Regions from separate parts of the Zea mays genome. Here regions 2 and 3 are each linked to region 1. The links are chromatin contacts, called in public Hi-C maps. All regions are on one chromosome and are shown on one strand. The core of a region is the stretch at or near the end of the contact, and the rest is flanking DNA. Distances in the headings are between cores, read along the strand shown.

The links. Hi-C and Micro-C count contacts between places; a contact is called where the count stands out from the background.
Region 2: a Hi-C map of endosperm shows a contact between it and region 1, with 4 times the contacts expected there. The contact joins the promoter of LOC111591188 here to the promoter of LOC100275569 in region 1. A contact is called at or near these places in 2 of 25 Hi-C or Micro-C datasets (endosperm and tassel).
Region 3: a contact with region 1 is called in a Hi-C map of tassel, with 3 times the contacts expected there. The contact joins the promoter of LOC100274520 here to the promoter of LOC100275569 in region 1. A contact is called at or near these places in 2 of 25 Hi-C or Micro-C datasets (ear and tassel).

What each region holds. Positions count from the first base shown.
Region 1 is chr3:175,091,898-175,095,138 of Zm-B73-REFERENCE-NAM-5.0, reverse strand. LOC100275569 reads right to left here and starts at 1,693. Exons shown (of 11, transcript NM_001149621.1): 1 at 1,474-1,693; 2 at 831-927.
Region 2 is chr3:174,363,640-174,366,901 of Zm-B73-REFERENCE-NAM-5.0, reverse strand. LOC111591188 reads right to left here and starts at 1,938. Exons shown (of 1, transcript XM_023302132.1): 1 at 925-1,938. The coding sequence starts at 1,533. The coding sequence ends at 1,141.
Region 3 is chr3:176,081,368-176,084,714 of Zm-B73-REFERENCE-NAM-5.0, reverse strand. It overlaps LOC100274520 (Amino acid permease 2), which reads right to left and starts at 1,985. Exons shown (of 5, transcript NM_001148877.1): 1 at 1,820-1,985; 2 at 947-1,180; 3 at 728-821; 4 at 408-622; 5 at 1-293. The coding sequence starts at 1,955.

The sequences.
Region 1 (3,241 bases), core at 444-2,943:
GGTTAAGTCTACAAATAATAGCCAACATGGTTCTCAAACTTCTGCACAACACCACACCTGGGAAGTGGTAAAGAGAGCACGGTTCTAGATCAGTAACATTAAAGAATTTCCAACTACTGGAAGGTGGAACCTAATAACATGATAAATTTCATCAAGTCAATTCTATTTGAAGCATCAAGCCCTCAGTCTCAGCATCTGTCCTTTTCTTTTGGGTCAAGGTTTCAGACACAAGATTCCAACATTTCCAAGCTGCAGGTGGACCCTAAGCACGAAACCAGATAGGCAGATACAGGCATCAGGCCGGGAACGGTAGTCTTCTTCTCAACAATTCATTGACATGCCAACAACTCGAACGAGTTGCAACCCAAAAGAAAGGATAACAACATGTACAGCCAAGTAAAACAGAAAACAGACTAAAGTGAAACGAACAATAAAGAAAAGAAAGTTCCTGTGGCTCGAAGAATCAGCTAGAACACCGAAATCGAAAGTGTCTATTTTCTATCGCTGAACTGAAACTGAGGTTCTCGAAGTTAAGAATTCATCACGGGATTGCATATGCAGAATCCAGCAACTTTCGGCCCTACCAGAACAAAACACGAACACAATTAGCGATCTGTTTGGAGCAAAGGAAAAGAAGAAGAAACTTGGCTCCTCGTCTACACAAGCTGAATTCAGGTCATGCTATACCAAGCTTCGCTGCATCAGTGACAGTGGGAAGGGGAGGAAAAAATATAGGAAAGAGAAGCGGAAAAAAGGGCCAAACTGTCGGTAATCATCAGAAGCCGTCAGATCCGTTAAAAAATGCCATCAAAGCCGGAATTTAAACTCACCACGGAAAAGAAAGCGGGGAGGCAAGAAAAGAGAGGCCACCCAGCAGTTACAGACCCCCAAGGGCCCAAAGAGGAGCACTTTTGAAAAGCTGCGGCGCTGAAAAAACAAAATTTATGTCAGATAAAAGCTGAATCGAAGTTCCAGCATCGACAGTGCGTAAAATTCCAGCTTCTTCTACGGAACAACGACAGTGGGCGAACGATTTATGAAATCCGAAACTTCGCAGCGACAGAACAAAGAGAAAGAGAAGATGAAACAAACACGTGACCCCGGCGCAGAAGAAGTGGAGAAAATTGCGCGTCGCTGGTCCCAGAAAAAAAAAGCTTAAGGAAGTGCTTGGGCGAGGGCCATTTCCTGGCGAAATTCAGGGCCTGCTCAAACTTGAACCGGATCTCCAAAGTTTCCAACTGGGCACCTGGAATCGAAACGGAAGGAGACGACGAGCCTGCCCAGCGAAGCACGAGAACCCGGCAAAACCGCTCCTCCGCATTGCAGAACTCCGCGCCATCTACCAAACACGCCCGCTCCTCGTCACACAAGCAGCCGCCAAATTCCTCCAACCCCGAGCAGCGCGCCCTAGTAGGTAGCAAGCAGCACCAGGAACCGGATACAAGAGCAGGGGGGGGTGAAATCCTCCGTTACCTGTCACCGAGGCCGACGCATGGGGGTCGGGACTCGGGAGATCCTGCGAGCCCGCTGCGCTGCCGGTCCCGGCCCCGGAGTCCGGACAGGACAAGGCCGCGGGAAGCTGTTCACCTCTGCCGCCGCCGCAGCTGCTGCGGTGCGGCCACAGGGGGAGGAGGCGAAGAAGGCAACAACGCAGGTAGGTAGGCAGGCAGTGAGGCAGGCAGGTGCGCGAGCCGAGGCCAAGGCGGAGAGGGGGGCTCTTTAATCCTGGGCGTGATTAGCGCCTTCTAATGGCCGCCGCGGCCGAGCATTTACCACGGCGATTCGTAGCGTGCTCGCGGGAGGGAAAGGAAAGGGCTACACACTACATACAAGCGGCTACTGCCTGCACTACCGATAGTGAAGAGCGTACCAGTGACGCGAGTCCCTGCGTGTGGGACCCACGACCGCGTGGGCGAGTCACTTCCGGTTGAGAATTGATTGATGAGAGCCAAGGCATGGTGTGTGCTTTAACATTTGCCACTCGTGGAAAAAGATAAATATTGCTAAATGATAGCCATATATACACGCACGCACGCACGCACACACACAGAGTGCAGCACGGAAAGAGTTAAAAGGAAACATTTGTCGATAGCATCTTTGAAAAGCGAAACCTCTGCAGAAAGGCACTTAGATACTAGTATCCCCTTCGGTTTAAAATGTGCGCCACCATTGAGTTGTGCTCGGTTTTTTTTTTTGGGTTTTTTATTTGTTCACTTAGTAAAAAAGAAGAAATGAAAACATTTACCAATAAATCTGTCAAAAGAAAAAAAAAAGATATGGAGTGTGGCTGTATTTGGTTAGGGTGACACGTAGTAGAACACCAAACCCCTCTATTTTTTTTATACACGACGAATGATTGATCGATGCCTAGCAAATTGACCAAGGCATGGTAAAGGCTACCGCTAGCATTTGGTTAGGTAGGGTGATGCATGGTACTAATTTTTTTTTGAGTCTGACAGTTTTGAGCTGTGCAATGCATGCAAGGACGCGAGAGGCCAAGGTAGGCTGGTCGAGGATAAGACTGAGAATATATTTGCACAGGAACACAGTCACACAGGCAGCAAAGCATCATCGTCGATCCCAAATTATTGAATCCCATAGTGGAAGGAGGGAGAGACAACGACAAATAAAAGAACTCCTCCCTATCCTTCCTCAGCGTTTGCATTCGCTCACAGTCATATGACATGCCATGCCATGCGCTAACTAAGCCCCCCCCCCCCACCCCCCCACCCCCCCACCCCAATTAAATGGTTGTTTTTTCATGATTAGCATGTCCATTTCTGCTGTGGGGAGGGCACTTGGCTGGCCCGGCCAGCAGTTCGCTTGTCGCTTTCCTTGCTTGGCCAGGCCAGGGTAAAATCGTAAATGGGAGGTGGTTGTGCCCTGCAATGCACCATCATGGTCATGGTCGTCGTCTTCTTCTTCTTCAAATGCAAACGTGCAGGATCCAGGTCCCATCATGTTACTTCCCCGGCCCGGCCGTAGTTAGCTAGCATCAGTCGCTGGCGGCTGGGATTTTTAACGTCCAAGTTAAGGCTGTATCATGCAGGTAAAATTCCACTAGGCGATGCAGCGGCTGGAATGTCGATCGGGCCACCGTTGTATGGTAGGCACTAAAAGCTAGGTTTAACCGTGCCTTATACGTATGGTTAATTGGATTGGACGACGACATGAATGCAATGGTGGCGCAGTGGGAATGACCTGACCCCGGCCTAGGTTCACTTCACGTGGCGGCACGGAT
Region 2 (3,262 bases), core at 689-3,188, 730 kb after region 1:
CTCGCTAGGGGCTTTGTTCGGTTTGAAGTGGATTAATGGAGAATCCCTTCTAAACCTCATCAATCCAACTTTAACCGAACAAGCCTTAGAATAAATCGATCTTGCCACTCAAAAAGGTAAGAGGGACAACGGTACTCTCCGGATCGGACTGGGACCAGCCTCCATTCAATTTCTCCAGTGTTGGTGGTGCAATACTGCAATCGCAAACCATTTGAACTGCGTCAAATGTAGCCTCTTCTGCGGTTGGACTCTTGGACTTGGAGGGATGCGAGCGAAACCACTTCAACTGTTCGCCTTTCAGCTGCAGCAGCAGCACCCACCCTTTCCAAAAGTCCTAATCCCAAGTTCGTTCTCAGACCATGGCATGGGAATCGTAAAACGAGTCATCTGGAAGCTAGAGACGTCGAAGCAGACTCCTTTGTCTTTGCGCCGATTCTGATTCTCGTTCCGTGCCATCCAGGACAGTCAACGCTGTGCCCTCTGACCTCGTCTCATGTGGCGCTCTGCCCAGCAGCTGGGCTGCTGTCACCCATGGGCCATGGCTGATGGCTGGCTGGCCAGTGGCCACTCAACCCGAGATGCCAAACAGAAGCGCCGGGGCGGGCGCCCTCCATCCCTCTCTCTCTTTCTCCCTCTTTCCCTGCGCGCTCGTGCCACCGCGTACGAACCACAGCGAAGCGCAACACCTCATCTACTACAGTACTAGTCTACTACTACCGCTGCCAACGCCAGTGCCCAGTGGGCATGCAGTGGCTGACGACAGTGGAACCGGAACTGAACTGATGGTGGCTGGAGGCAAATAAACGCGCGGGAACGAACGCGAGCAAAGGGAAAAGGAAAACGCGTCCAGCAACAATATGTGACGACTCTTCAATGTCAATGAGGCAGGCAGGCAGGCAATGTATATGACTAGCGAGCGAGTAGTAAAACCAAAACATCAAATCCACTCCGTTGTGCTTGTGCACGCCAAATTCAAACAGCGCCACCACCACCAGCATCCATCGCTTCCAAACAGAGGCGTACACAGGCTATTCCAAAACTTCCCGACACCAACGATCGCAGGGCATGCACGTTTCATGGTCCGGGGAGGAGACAATTTACAAGGCCAGTTGTCAATCAGCACGCCACGCTCTACTGGTACTACTGTCTCCTCGCTCCGTCTCCGTCGTCCGTCCCCTCGGGCGCGCCGCCGGGCTCCGTCGCCGCCGCGGCCCCAGCGCCAGCGCCAGCGACGGCGCCGCCTCCGCCCTCGTCCGTTGCCTGGGCGAGCACGGTGGCGCCGACGCAGGGCCCGCAGGTGCGCTCCACCCAGGCCTCCAGGTCGCGGGCGCCGCCGTGCGCCCGGCGCCCGAAGCAGAGCCGCCCCACGGCCACCGCGGCGGCCGCCAGCACGGCCACGACGGCCAGCATCGCGATCACCGGGCCGTACGACGACGACCCTCTCCCTGCCGCTTCCACGGGCGCGCCTACGGCGGCGTACGCCACCGGCACCAGGAGCGCCGGCGGCGCCGGGGGCGTCAGCGTTGACGACATTGCCCACGGGCTAGCTAGATGACAGCTAGCTCTCTAGGGTTTAAGGGAGGCCAGGAGGGGAGGAGCTCGTCACTCACTCTAGAAAGAGAGTCCTCGTGCGTGGAATGGATGGAGCTGGGTGTTGTGGATCCCTTTCCTCTGGCGAGAGACCGCGAGAGAGAAGGAAAAAAGACGCCTCAGTTCGCTCCTTGCGGTAACATTTGCGGGGCAGGGCCAGGTGCAGTGCAGTGCAGTGGCAGCGTCTCGAGCTTTTGGCGTAAAAGGGCTAGGGTTTGGCCCTACGGTGAAAAGCTTTCCCTTCCCCCCTGCACGGCCACCCCTGCTACGGGTCGTGTGTCCATCAGGCCATGACCACCGGTCGTTCCAAGTGTCCTGCCGTACAACATGGTACGCGCAGCGGCGCAGTTTTAGGAGCACAATCAATTAACCTGTTCGTACAGGAGTAAAAATAAGATGGAATTTTATAAGGTCAGTTTTAATGCGGTTTCTACTGGATGCTACCATATATCATGTGCTAACTCTACGATTCTAAGGAGGGAAGGGATCTCGACGAACCGACTCACAGTTTGTAGAGGAGCGGCTCGCGAGTCTCGAGCGAGGCAAGCCGAGTCGAGCCAGATTTTCGAACTCGTTGGGGGCAACGAACCAAGCCGCTCTATCTGTCGAGCTGCACAAAATTAATCAATCTACACAAAAACGATGAATATTAGATAGTTTTATAGATATCTGACTCGTTTCTTCGTCTTTAATGATGTATATATGACAATTATAATCTAAATTACTTGTAGTATTGTATTATGTTTATAGACTATTAATTCACTATATAATGCAATATTGTTTTTCAGGTGCAGCTCGCAAGCTGAGCCGAGCCTCTTTCTACATCTCGTTGAGTAGGCGAGCCACACCAAGTCGAGCCGAGTCAAGCTGAGCTGCAACCCTAACTATATGCTATAAAACTCGAACCGGCCTAAGGCTATCTTAAGCAGCCTATTCTCATACCGTATATTCAAACTTTACTCTGAAAACAGTGTAGTTTACAGTGCAAAAAACAGGGTTTTGAATGTTCATATTAGTGAACTAATGGACACACAGTCTAACGTCCATCCTATAGAAAAATTAAAAACATGTAATTTTACAACAATAAAAAAATAAATATAGATAAAAAAATTCTCGCATTCAAATAATGCTTGACAGCGGGATGTGTGCAGCTAGAGCTCCGTCCTCAGCTCGTCGCTCGTCACTGGCTCGGTTGCTCCGGTTGGTGGAAAGCTGGAAGCGGCATGAATGGCTGAATGGTGACGGAAGCCGGAGCTGTTGCCTTTTCAGGCTGCGCGGCATCGACCGTCGCGGTGGGTTTTTAATTGGCCGTGAGATACGCCTCGGGATGCGTGGGATCCTCGACAGGTGACGCCTGGTCCTGTCAGGCTCGGTGGGCGCCACACATACCGTGCGATCACAGGGCCGCGCTGCTTCTGCTTGCCTTCCTTCCCTGTCTTGTGCCGGGCGCTTCGGCTCCTCCTCCCCTCCGGCCGGCCCACCCCGCCCCGCCCCGCCCCTGTGCCGCGCGCTGACGAGGCTATGAACGGTAACACCACCGGCGATGCCTGCTGGTGCAAATGAATGCGGGCGCCAACGCTGAGACAGACGTCCGGGCGACACGGCCGGTGCGGCTCGGACGGCAGGTCTCTCGGCCGCGGGATCGGGACGGTACGTGCGCGCGGTTGGGCCC
Region 3 (3,347 bases), core at 736-3,235, 990 kb before region 1:
GCCCGTGAGGAGGTTCCCGGGCGCGCCGTCGCCGAACGCCGCGTACCCCATGCAGCCGCACAGCATGTAGAAGAGCGTGGTGACCGCCACGCTCACCACCGTGGCGCGCTTCATCACCGTCGACTCCGACGGCGGCGGCGCCCGGATGGTGTCCTGGATCTCGATCAGGATGAGGGAGTAGGAGTAGGCGAAGGCGACGTCGCCGAACGCCTGGAGGCTGCGCCACACCTTGTCCATCGGGGTCACCACGCCGATGGTGATGCCGGTCAGGCTGCCCTGCACGCCTCTGTTCGCTGCGTTGCATCGCACTCATGGTAAGTCCTAGTGGCACTGCCTGCTGATGACCTGATGTTTGCCAGAGCGAAAAAAAAAGGCATCATGCGTCACGGCGTGTGCCTGCAGCGTACCGATGACTTGGACGACGCCCAGGCCGAGCCCAATGGAGGAGTAGGTGAAGGACATGACGGCGGCGAGGATGGAGAGCCAGGAGATCTGGTCGAAGTCCGGGATCTGCGAGAAGAAGATCTCCGCCACGCCGAAGATGATCATGTAGGGCGTGCTGGAGATCTTGCAGGGGTTGCCGTGTCCCTTCTGGTGGAAGCAGTTGGCCCTCCTGATCGCGCTGCATGCGGTTGCGGCGCACCAACACGACACCATATGTATATCAAGTCACAGGAGGTACGACATTCATGCATCACTGTCCAGATGAAAGGCTGCGTTCACTCACAGCATGCTAATGGAGGCAGCGATGGTGTAGCCGATGGCCACGCCCACGATGTTGGCGTACTGCAGGAACCCGCAGATCTGGACCTTGATGCCACCTGCTCGACGAAATTCCAGTCCACGGGATGCACAGAGTAAGCTCTAGCTAATGGGTCTCCAACTCTCGCAAAGTCGCAATGCAGAGACGTGGGAAGGAGGGGGACGAAGGCGGAGGGGCACGCACTGAGGTTCGCGTTGACGGCGTCCATGTAGGTGTAGTTCCGCTTGCCGGTGCTGGGGTCGCCGGAGCGGTAGCAGTCTGCGAGCAGCGACGAGGTGTAGTAGGTGACGAGCGAGAAGAGCAGCATGACGACGGGTCCGGCCACCCAGCCGAGCTGCGCGATGGCCCACCCCAGCGAGAGCACCCCGGAGCCGATCACCGCCGTGATGATGTGCGCGCTCGCCGTCCACATCGTCCCTGTAGCACATGCATGCAGCCCAATACGTCGGAATGCACATCAGCACTCAACGTTAACACGGCAGCAAGCGGGAAAAAAAATCATGGTCCCTCCCAGGGCGTGCATCCGCTAGACGCCTAGACCCGAGATGATTTGCTGACACGTCGACGGACGTTCCCTCGCTAGCCTACGGGCCGTGCAATCGAGCGAGCCGATTTTATTAAATTGGAATTGTTCGGTGTGCGCCTGCAGCGGGAAAATTTCCATCGTAGAATAGCGGCACTCCGGTCTCCGTTCCCGCGGGGAGAAAAAAATTTCGTCCAATTTCGCAGAAACACTCAAGCATGTTTAGGAGCAAAAATACCGAAGAAATTTGATGGACAAAAATTCTCTTTCTATTCAGTTTTAAATAGCACGAGGATTTTAGCTCCTTTGACCTCCTCTATATTTAGAAAATTAGAGGTAAATACAAATTAATTGTACCAAATCGATATAAATTGAACAAACAATATTTAAATTTTTAAGAGACATTCACTTTAGAGTTCAGTTTAATATTTTAAAATAGACTATGCATTGAAATTAGCAGGATAATAGACACATCACGAATCGAATGGAGCCTACATCGTTACCTCCAATTAGTTGAAATCAAACCTACGTACCATTGCGCTTGGGGCGGCCATCGTCGTCGAAGCACTTGTCGGGCTTGCCCTGGCCGAGCTCCGCGCCGCAGACCTCCATGGCCGCCGGCGCTGCCGTCGGGTAGTAGTACGTGGCCACGACGTTGTTCTCCGCCATGTCAATCTGCGGAGTGTCCAAGGAGGCAACAGGTCAGAATCGAAGCGGCGGTTCACTCTGCACCCCCATACCGTAGTGTCTTGTAGTACGTGACGGCAGGCAGCGATGCCCTGACCTGTCACTGTCAGTGATCACTAGCTCCTGCCAGATCTGCTGCTGCTGCTCCTGCTGCGTGGCTGGCTGCCTGGCTGCGAGCACGACGTGCCATTTTATAAAGGCCCGCGCCCGCTCCCGCGGTCCCGCCCCGACCAGTCGCCATCGAGGCCGCGCGCGCCGGGGAGCTTGGGTTGAGCATGCAAGCGCGCAGTGCAGTGCAGTGCAAGGCATCAGACGACGGGCGGGGCGCGTGACCGACTCGCGCAGTGGCGGCACGCGGTGTCAACGGGAAACAGCGTCTACCTAAACTGCACGCGCCGCCGCTTTTGATGCCACCCTCACATAGTCGTCGCCGTCGTCGCATACACACACATCCTACGTATGTACGCAACAGTCACCTGAGCAAGGCCGGATCGTCGTGGAATTTAACCCAGCACAGCAAATACGATGCGATAAGATCGCAACAGGGTTCTGAAAACCACTTGCCTTCCCTAGGTTAGGTGCTGTTCTTTTTTTTTTCTCTGTTCGAGGAAGTTGCTGGGCCGTCGTCGTCGTACTCTCGCTGCCCTTGCTTACTGCAAGGAGATAGATTACAGCTGGGAGTTCAGTTCAGTGGTGTGTTACTAGTTGCACCCGCTGGTTCCTGTTTATTTATAGCTGCTGCTGCTGCTGCTGCATTGAGCTAGGCTGCTCTCCGTGCATCATCATGCAGGCAGCAGAGAGATGCAGGACGAGCGGGCAGGGAGTCTCAGGACCCCACGGCCAGCACGCCATTCCGAGCTACTCTCGTCCATTCTTTGCTTCATTCCCGCGCGCGCATGTGCATGTGCATCTATGCATCGAATAGGTTCGCTAGTCGCTATGCGTTTGATTCTCATTCATTCCGACCCCACCATGCATCATCCGAGAGAATCACAGCCTATGTACTTGAGCTCTGAACCTGTGTTTCAATTCTAAACACACAGCCAGCCAGCCAGCCTTCATGCGTGCATGTGCATGTGCCTGGCTGATGGAGCAAGCTAAGTCTCAAATATGACGCACATCGTCCATCGTGCATCTTTAGCTTTGAACCTGTCTCATTTAGCCGCCGATGCTTGTTATAACATCGATCTGCATATATTTCAAAATGAATCAGAAAGTTTCCAAGAACAAGTCCTGATAACACTATTGTTCTGACATATCTCTAGCATAATCCATAGGTAATAACCTTCGACCATATATATATATGAGGCATCCCTATTTATCATCTAGCTAGGTAGATAATTACCTACCCTGAAATGACTTAACAAATATAAA